Linked DNA regions of Mus musculus: regions 1 and 2 are each linked to region 3. A link is a contact called in public promoter capture Hi-C data. All regions are on one chromosome and are shown on one strand. Each heading gives the region's core, a stretch centred on a gene start, on an enhancer-like site or on the middle of the called end of the contact. The rest is flanking DNA. Distances are from core to core; before and after follow the strand shown.

The links. Promoter capture Hi-C pulls out the DNA fragments that hold promoters and counts their contacts.
Region 1: a promoter capture Hi-C map of embryonic stem cells shows a contact between it and region 3, with 4 times the contacts expected there. The contact joins the promoter of Tmem129 here to the promoter of Ppm1g in region 3. A contact is called at or near these places in 2 of 39 promoter capture datasets (embryonic stem cells and erythroid cells), 5 of 115 datasets of contacts at active chromatin or transcription factors (astrocytes, cardiomyocytes, large pre-B cells and 2 more) and 1 of 9 other capture datasets (adipose tissue).
Region 2: a contact with region 3 is called in a promoter capture Hi-C map of embryonic stem cells, with 5 times the contacts expected there. The contact joins the promoter of Haus3 here to the promoter of Ppm1g in region 3. A contact is called at or near these places in 3 of 39 promoter capture datasets (embryonic stem cells, erythroid cells and liver), 1 of 484 Hi-C or Micro-C datasets (B cells) and 1 of 115 datasets of contacts at active chromatin or transcription factors (astrocytes).

The regions. Positions count from the first base shown.
Region 1 is chr5:33,656,636-33,659,862 of GRCm38.p6, forward strand. It overlaps Tmem129 (transmembrane protein 129), which reads right to left and starts at 1,342. Exons shown (of 4, transcript NM_026698.3): 1 at 988-1,342. The coding sequence starts at 1,192. Tacc3 (transforming, acidic coiled-coil containing protein 3) reads left to right here and starts at 1,493. Exons shown (of 15, transcript NM_001040435.3): 1 at 1,493-2,092.
Region 2 is chr5:34,167,587-34,170,788 of GRCm38.p6, forward strand. Haus3 (HAUS augmin-like complex, subunit 3) reads right to left here and starts at 1,838. Exons shown (of 5, transcript NM_146159.1): 1 at 1,804-1,838; 2 at 1-857. The coding sequence starts at 727. Poln (DNA polymerase N) reads right to left here and starts at 1,940. Exons shown (of 25, transcript NM_181857.4): 1 at 1,804-1,940.
Region 3 is chr5:31,218,914-31,222,288 of GRCm38.p6, forward strand. Ppm1g (protein phosphatase 1G (formerly 2C), magnesium-dependent, gamma isoform) reads right to left here and starts at 1,632. Exons shown (of 10, transcript NM_008014.3): 1 at 1,390-1,632. The coding sequence starts at 1,509.

The DNA.
Region 1 (3,227 bases), core at 92-2,591, 2.4 Mb after region 3:
AGCTCCACCGTCTGTCTGCTCTCAATATGACCTCCCTGAGTGACTTGTGCTTATTAACTTTGGGTTCCTTGTTCTGGTATGGGAGTGCCCACTGGACAGCCCTTGGTCAGGAGTCCTGCCTTAGAGCCCCACACTCTTGATATGCCTTGCAGTGTACTAACTAGGTCTCCAAACCAAACTACATGACCATGCCAACTCCATCTCCAGTTCTCCAAAGGAGTCCTCTCCACCCTCCTTCTTCTCAAAACAGATCTGAGTGTTTCTATTACCACACCTGCCTCTGCCTCTCTGGAGCCTAAGCAGCTGCTTCACACCAATCATTCCTGTGCCCAGAGCTGCAAGTATGACAGACAAGCAGACATGTGTTCTCCCAGATCTATCTTTCCCTGTCCCTGTAGCTTCCAAAGGTCTCCTTCATCTGGATCCCAGACTTCAATCACTGCTATATTCCAGCAGTTTCCCCAACCTTTCCTCCAATCAGCCAACAGATGGGCCTCTCCGAGGTCCCACTAGCACTTGGGGCACCACATACCATGGCCTTGGACAGGGCCATAGACCTAGCCCGGCAAAGGAAACGCTCCATTAACATTCCCAACCTTGACCGTCTTCATCTCTGCCTGCTCTTCTTACACCCACCTTCCCCTGGGATCTCTCCAACCCCTGTTGTAATGAAATCAACAGGAGCTCTTTCCTATAGAAATCGTCCAACATAGCAAGCAGGCTGAACGATTCTGCACTCCAGCCGCAGTGATGTCAAAGACTGGAGCTTAGCCCCACCCGAGCACCACTCGCAGGACAGCGCCAGGGCCGCCGCCTCCCAACTGGAAGAGCGTATGGTGCTCTAGAGCGCTCAGCTCACAGCCAGGGCTGCAGAGATCCCGCTTGCTTGTTCATGATCTTGACCGGCTTCTGCTCCAGTTCCTCACCCTTGGAGTCTCCAAGCGCCCGGTTAAGCGCCAACCACCGGCCGGCACACAGGAGGCTCACCTAACGGCAGCAGTGAGTGACACAGTAGTGTGGCGGAAGTGCGGCGAAGGTGGTAAGGTACGAAGGCGGCGTCCTCGCTGCCCAGCCAGCCCGACAACAGATTCTGCACTGTGAGCCCGGCCGAGTAGAACTCGTTGGGCGTGAACACGAAGCACACTGCGAAGACCAGGTAGGCCAACGTGAAGGTCACCTCAGGGCTGTCCATCCCGCCACCGCTCACTGGGCCGTGCAGAGGCAGGAGAGTCCAGTTCTGGACAGTTGGTTTGTTGCCGCAGCCACCGCCGTCAGATCGCCCGCGGGGCACTCTGGGAAACGGAGTCCAAGTCCGGCTACTGGCGGGGCATCCTGCGAATCTGAGCGCCTCCTGTCCAGGCACCCGCAAAGCATTCTAGGAAATGGAGTCCCCTCCTCAGGCTGCCCGCGGGGCACTGTGGGAGACAATTTCCCTGTTGGGTTGACCCGAAGGGCACCCTGGGAGTCAGAGTCTCGCGAGGCCGCCCCCGGCATTCTGAGTGGGGAGTTCTCGGACCCTACGCTGACCCACAAGCTGTGAGCCGCCCAGACACCCCCCGTAAGGGTTCAACTTCTCCCTTACAAACAGCTCGGAGGAGACACTGCAACTGGGTCCATTTAACAGCTGAGAAAAACCGAGCCAGGGCGAACTGGTTTCCAACCGCATTCGCGGCCGACCATGAGATTTTCTGGGCCATGATGGCTCTCACAGTCACTGGCTACCAACAAGCCCTCTCGGCCCCCGATGCTAGACCACAGTTCCCATACGCCCCAACGCTCCCACTGTGCCCTCAGTCCCGGAAGCGGAACTCCCTGCGCAAGAAGGGCGGGACCAGTATGGCTTGCAATTGGCCACAGGTGGCTCTACGGAAGCCTCTTCTCCAACGCGCTGATTGGCTGTGGAACGCCAACTTTCGGTATTTGAATCTGGGGCGGGCGTAGCGGACGACGTTCCGGGACTGCGAGAGCGGACCTTGTTGGGGTTCCTTCGGCTGGGTTTCTCCTGCTCCGTTTTCTTAGCGCGAAGCGGGCACGGCGCTCCTCCCTTGCGGTGGGCGTCCGCGCGGGCCCAGGGCTTGGCAACCGTAGTCAGGTAAGGGAAACGGCGATTTTTTATTTCCCTCGGGCGCAGGGTGGGGATCAGCCCCACGGAACTTGATTCCTGCGAGCTGAGTTACCGTTCCTGTCTTCCGCAGCTTCGCTCTCTCCCTTTGTTGAGGACCCACCCCTCACTCCAGCCTCCTCTGTTCTAAACTCAGGGGATGCACCTAGCCTCCTAGGCAGGACAGGAACCTGCCCGTGGGCTGGGCTTTGCAGGCCGGCCTGCCAGTGATCTCGGTCTGACCCAGTTGATGGCCTCCAAAGAGGCCGTGCTGGTTCCTGTTCTGGTCGAGCGTGTCGTGTAGGAGAATCGCGTCTCAGAGCCAGGGACATCCGTCGCCCCAAGTCTCTTACTCCATCTTTTCTGCGAAACTATTCTGTCTGTCGTCTGTCTTCCTGAACCCAGGGATATTTCTTGTTCCTGGGTCTGTGCCTCTAAGTCCTCCTTCCGTACAGCCTGACCACAACTTCAAAATAAATGGCTTCTCTTGGAAACGCTTTCTTTCCAACTCCAGATGGTCCTGATAAGTTTCCCTTCTCTATTGCATCCTTCTCTGAACAGAGTCCTTTAAGGCTAAGGCCTTTTTCCTCAACTTTAGCTACCAGAATGACCTCATGCCTATACCTATACAATTTGGTTCAGCAATGCATATTTCCAGTCATGATCGCTTGATTGTACACTTCTGTCCATGCACTGTTCGAGGTGGGAGATGTTTCTTTCTCCTTCAACCTTCAAACTTCACCTCAGAGACCATCAGTCAACTTGAGCTTTATCATCTCCCATAGGTGATTTGACCCCATACTTGTTCTCAGAAGGACAGGTGCAGCAGCAGCAACAAAACTTCCTATGTTCCCTGCCCCACCCCTAGTCACTCCTGCACCATGAAGACATCAGAACAAGAGGAAAGGCCCCTTGTGGGTGGGACCATCTCTGGGCTGGTAGTCTTGGGTTCTATAAGAGAGCAGGCTGAGCAAGCCAGGGGAAGCAAGCCAGTAATGAACACTTTCCCCCTTTCCCCCTTGATCACTAATTGAGAAAATGCCTTACAGTTGGATCTCATGGAGGTATTTCCTCAACTGAAGCTCCTTTGTCTGTGATAACTCCAGCTGTGTCAAGTTGACACAAA
Region 2 (3,202 bases), core at 588-3,087, 2.9 Mb after region 3:
TATCTAAAAGTTGAAAATTGTCTTCATTTGAACTTTCAACTACTTCGTGCATGCCCTGAAAGAATTGCTTTTTTGTGTATAAGGTTAATGCTGCTGTGCTCTGCTCTTCTTGGCTTATGTATTTTCCCAAGGGAAACTGAGATAAAAACACCATTGGATTTGTTCTTTCACTTAAATTAGAATTTCTGAAGAATATCATCAAATTATTAACTTCCTCAGTAAGACCCTGAAGTTCATTACTGAGCTTAGTATTCACAGAATTTAGGAATCCTTGCTTCTGTTTCAGCTTCTTAGTGGCCTCCTCTTGTTTAGCATTTAATGCCAGAAACCTGTAGCTAGTTTCAGAAACCATTAACTGGTATTTATTCCGTCGCTGAATTTTTGAGTTATTTAATTTCTGCAGAGTTTGAACCTCATCCTCTAATATCTGTATCTCTTTGTCATCCAGTTTGCATGTCTTCAAATCAAAAGTTTTACAGGTCCTAAGAACTTCATCCAATGCTGTTCCTTCTAGGATAGGCTTGCCTGATCGCTGGAGATCGCTGAAGGCTTCCAATTCTTTTTCAGACAATACATTCTGTTCATTCACATTCCCACAAAACCATTTCAAGAATGACTCATCTTCAACATCCTCAAAGAGCCAGTCAAAATCTTCTCCATTAAGAATATCAGCTTTGGGATAACCAATTTTTTTCAATGTTTCCACAAACTCATTTCCACAACTCATGGTTTAACTACTCCTGTTTTTAAATATTTGATATGAATCTATTTTTTTAAACTAAGTTCAAACAGAAAAAAACATATTTACGCTAAGTCCATAGAAGAAGGAAAAAAAATACAATCTATAATGTGTTTTCCTAGTGGGGGAAAGAACACAAGTATTAGACCATGAACAAGGCAAATGAATTTTAAATATACAGATCATTTTATCAGATGACATCAGGAGACTACTTAAGTTAAAAGCAGATGCACGTGCAATATCTGACAAAGACAAAGCAAAACAGAAGCAATCAGGGTGTTGCTTAGGACACTACAACAGTAATGAAGAATCTAATTAATGAAGATATAACAATAAAAAAAAACTGATTTTTTTTCCCAATGATGAAATTACTTAAAATAAATTACATTTTGTAAAATAGCTGTTTCCCCTGTAGTTTCTAGTTAGGAAAAAGAAATATGCCTACCTTTCTAAGGAAGAATCAACTAAATATTTACTTCAATCAGCGTTCCATCAGTCTCAAAGGACTCAATCTATAGATATAACCAGTCTAACGCAGAGAAAACCAGGACAAATTGACAAGTTTCAAAGTACCCATCAATCATCAAGTAAGAAGTTTTATTTCGAATAGAACACAATGAACCACGACTTGAACCAAACTTAGGTCAGTGACAATGGCAGGTCTTAAAATCACGATGTATTTGACACTCTGGTAGCAAACTCTCTGGGTTGGTTTTGGTTTGTTTCTGAGTATCCAGTTATGACACTTAAGAGCTCTAATAAAACACGCCCACAAAAGTACCAAATTGCTGTTTTTAAAAGCTGGGTAACAGATAAGTGTGTATTTCCGGTTTAACGTTTGCCTCGTATGATTGAGGCCTTGGGTTTTATCCGCAGTATCCGAAAAATAAAGCTACCAACCCCAGCCGGATGACCGGCCACGTACCTCCGCCCCCACCTCTGGCACAAAGCCTCAGCCTCCCCGCACACCCCGCGCCTGGGCCCAGCGACCTCTATCGATGCCTCAAGCAGGCTGTAGGAGGGTAGCGGCGGCCCCGCCAACCCCGAACTTACAAGACCCTTACCTCAGGAAAGCCGCAGTCACTGCTCTCTGCCAGCCTCCAACCGCGCGCGCCGCAGTGCCTCACGGGAGTGCCAGGACGCGCACGCGCAGATTACAACATCCGTAAAGTCAGCGCAGGCGGCGAGGTATCCCGGAGAAAGCGAAGGAGGACCCGCAGACCAACCCCCTTCAACGAGCCGGGGTAAAGTGATTGGCTTTCCTGACGGACGCACCGCCCCTTAGCCCCGCCTCTGGCCCGCCGTCCTTCCCGCTAGGCTCAAGAGGATTGGTTTTCTCACTATAGGCTCTGCCCTCGCTCCGCCCCACCCCGCCCCCGCTCGGGAGTTGGAGTCTGGGTCTCTTCCGGCTGCTTTGTTGCCTTGGCCATTTGGCCCTCTAGTTCAGTTAGGCCTCCTGTCCTAAGAATGGCTTGCGGTCTGTGACACCACTAGGGGACCGGAAGTTTGAGGCCGAACAGACCCCTTCTTCCCCCAACAGCTCTTACCACCACCACTGGTAGGGTGATCCAGCGTTGGTGCTAATAACAAGCAGCTGGGACCCTATCAGGTCTCTTGCAGGGTAGGATTGTTGGCTATAGAATCTTTTACAATGGTTATTTAACAAAAATCACTTAACTCCCAAGGCCTCGATGACTTCCAAGCAAAAGCTGACTCCCTCCAAGATCCCATCTTCAAAATGTCAAGGTGTAAAATACATCAGTTTTAGAATGCATTTAACTCAGAAGTACAGACATTCTGAGGATGCCCGCCGTCATTCAATGAAAGACAGAATGCTGAACTCAGATGCAAGCCTAGTTAATGTCCTATGGTCCCAGAAAACTGATCTTTGGAGTTACAGTTGGCATTGGTAACAACTTGTCTGTATGGGTCATAATCTGTTCATTTTTTTCTATCAGACAGCATTTGCAACTTAACCACTCTCTTGTAAGATGATATATAAATTCACAAGATCTGGGCTTTGATCATTAAAAAAATAGTATTCCCCTCTTCTAATCATAAATAGGGTGATGTATCAGACAAGGGTCTAGTCTAGTTGCTACTAGGTAGAATTCTTTCTGGATCTTTTTCCCTGGGCTTATTTGTTTTGTGAGACAAGGATTTGCTTCTCTACCCAGGCTGGGCTTCAACTCAAGATCCTACTTTAGCATCTCCAAGTGCTGGGGCCACAGGTATGAATCACCATGCCCAGATATTCATGTTTTCAAAGAGAGAAAAACTAATGTTCTAAGCAGATCATTTAAATTTGAGTTGAAGACATTTCCTATTAATTCTTATTTAACTTTTATCCTCCTTTTGAAGGTCAATAAAACCGGAAAGTAAATAAAAACAAACAGTACAGGGGAAAAGTTCTTAGAATGGTGCCTAATGTGGTTAGGACATCAGGGGACTGGCCCAAGAGGA
Region 3 (3,375 bases), core at 382-2,881:
CCAGTCATTACTACAGCATGCCACTGAGAAATATGAAAGCTGTGCTTCATCTTGACACCTATATAAGAACAGCTCCTATTGTCTTGAACACCTTAATACAATTCTTTGTATCAAGGTACAAGTACCCTAATCTTTCTAGGCCTCAATTTCCAAGCCATTAAATGTGGGCACTGAGCCAAATGAATAGGACCCTCTCCTTGCTGAAATTATTTATCTAGATTCTGCTGGATCTAGATAATGCTAGAGCCATAATCAAAAGCTGGTGAAAATAGCTTTTGAGTCTGAGAACAAACCATTTAGGTTCACACTGTCATTCCAGAGCTAACCACAGGGAGGAGCGAGGGAATTTGAGAGAAAAAAAAAAAAAAAAAAAAAAAAAAAACACCAAGGGAAACTATTTGGCTGTTACCTGTAGCCCACCTACTAACTGGATAAACCCTCGATTCCAGACATAATTAGAACTTTTCACTAGTCCCTTAGACTTCACACAAAATTGCTCAAAGACACCTATTCCCTGTTCATTGTAGTTTCACATCCATTTGCTCAACACTGTCAATCCAAATGATTGCTTTCCCTTTCATCCAAAGTGGACTTTTCTTTTCTTTTTAAAAGTTATTCGTAGATGGTGACAAAAAAGGATTGATGACAAGACTGAAAATCGAGTATACTAAATTATATGCAGAGGAAAATGACAACTCAGTAAGTTTTAAAGAAATCGAGTAAGAAAAAAAATTACAAGCATATTTCAAAAAATAAAAAATAAAAGCAAGCCTAGTGACAGACACGATTCCTTTCCTAAAGATCATAAAAGATTTCGAAAAGAATACGAACGAGTGACAATTCTCGAAGGTCAAGCGGGGCTTCTGAAATTAACATGAGGTGTCTAAGGCTAAAAGCAACTGAGGGTTAAGAATGGAAAGCACATTATTACCCGGGCTCCTTTTCGCCATCAAGTTTGTAGCCCCAAGAGGCCTGCCACATTACATATTTCAAGAATAAAAACGAACCAGTCATTCACATCTATTCGACCAATAAGCGAACAAATAACGAGTCTTCCCTCTTCCCTCTGACAACCCCATGCCGCTGGAAAAGCTGGAGGGCTGGGCTGGCACCAGAGGATGGCGCGAAGGTACGGAGAGACGGCGGCCAGTAGGCGGAAGGTGCCTCTTCTCACATGGCAGGGCTCCCGCAGCCACTAGCCATCAGGCCGCGGTCCCCAAGCTCTAGCCGCTCCCTCTCCGCCCGGATCCCGCGCTCGCCGCCGCCTCCCGCACCGTGGCTGCAGGCTCTCGTCAGGGACCCCTGCTTGAGGAGAACCCCATCCCCCTCGCTCCCTTTCTCTGTCAGGTTCCTGCCATGCAGTGGCCAGCCGCTGGGGCCCTGTCTCACCTCCATGGAGACGCGCCAGCCTTGCATGGCGGAGAAGCCGTAGGGCAGCGGGAGCCGCGGGGCGCCAACCCCGTCCCCGGAGCACTTCACCGTGTTGGGCTGAGAGAGGTAGGCACCCATGGCGGCGGATGGCTGGCTACCTGAGGAACAGGTAAGCGGGACGCGACCCTTGCCGGCGCCGGAGCCGGGGCCCCTGGGGGCGCGCGTGGCAAGGAGCGGGCCCGGCTGCGCAGTCGACGCAAGGTGCCGGCGAAAGGCGCGAGGCCGGCTAGGAGGCGGTAACGGGACAGGAGCGGGGAGAGGGCGGAAGCGGAAACCGCGCTGCTCCAGGCCCCGCCCTACTGGCGCGGTGAGCCGCTGCGGGCGGTCATTTCCTTAGCAACTCGCCCCGCCCTCGGGGACAACGGCCCGCCCAACCGCCGCTCCCGCGAGACTGGTTGCCACGCCCACCAACGGCTGGGGCTGGAGGGAGCCATGGCGATGTGCGGCCATCTCCACGCTGACCGTGCTTTAGCACGGGGCTCTGGTCTCAGCAGTTTTTGCCTGAAGTCTCTATTGTGTGGGACCTGGGGCTTCCAGTTGCGTTCTGCGGTTTTGTCAGCCCTGTCCCTCCCTCTCTCCCTCCACGCCCTCAGATTCCGACAAACCCCGCCGGATTCGGTTCAATTAAAGTTGACTAGCGTTTGTACTGCGCTTCCGCGGTCTTTGGCCAGGCTCTGTGAGGCCTGTACTGACAAAGGAAAACGGAGACCTAGGTCTGTGGAAAAATTCGAATTAATACAGGGTAGAAACTGTTTGGTGCAGTGCTGGGTGAGGCGAGAGCAAAGAGGCGGGAACGAGCTGCTTATCGCCAATGTAGATTTAAGACCCTCGGAGAAGGTGCCTGAGGGTGGCGTTTAGCCACGGGAGAAGGGAATACGGATACAAGGCTGGAGGACTGAGGAAAGTGTAAACTACATTGGGCTGGCTTATTGAGGAAGCTGGCTGGCCTCTTTGTGGAGAGCGATTCTAAGTAGGAACAGATCTAGCGATGGATGGATGGCCTAGCATCAAGATGGGTAATGTGGTCGTCATTGTGGTGGTGCCTGTTTTGCGTTTGTTAGTCTAATTCTGTGTGCACTGGACACCAGAGGAAGAGTCTGGCGGGTACTGTAACTGGTTAGAATGCTCTTAATCTGAACGTGATGAACTAAGGACTGGGGTGCTGGCCACGGGTAGTTAGGGTTGGAGGGACAATCCAGCAGGTTCTTTTCATTATATGGATTATATATAACGGAAAGGAGTAATTTCCTGAAAGTAAAAGAAAATCAACTCATTGGAAAGAACTGGGGACTAGAGAGCTGGCTCAGAGGTTAAGAACACTGGTAGCTCTTCCACATTAGCGGGGTTCAATTCCAGCACCAACATGGCTGTCTATAACTCTGGTTCCAAGGAACCAGACGCCCTCTTCTGGCACTAGGCGTCCAAGTGGTGCACAGACATAATACATGCAGGCAAAACACACATGCATAAATTTTAAATAAATAACAAAAAACTAAGCCCAGCATTATAGCTCATTGCCAGTAATTCCAGCACTTAAGAGGCTGAGGCAAGATCACAAATCCCAGGTTTCAGGACAACTTGGGCTATAGAATTAGACCCTCAACTCATAAGCAAATCCCAGAATTACAGTTCTTCTGTCCAATATTTTTTAAAGATTTATTTTTATATGTATTTTGTATGTATACTTTATATGAGTACACTGTCGCAGTCTTCAGACACACCAGAAAAGGGCATCCGATCTCTTTACAGATGGTTGTGAGCCTCCATGTGGTTGCTGGGTATTGAACTCAGAACCTCTGGAAGAGCAGTTAGTGCTCTTAACTGCTGAGCCATCTCCAGCTCAAATTTCTTAATTATCAGAAATCACTAAAATTGGTCCTCTCCACAACCTTCTGTATTTCCGTAATAACTCAGTTCATCAGTCAGCCTTCTTGTGCCCCCCAA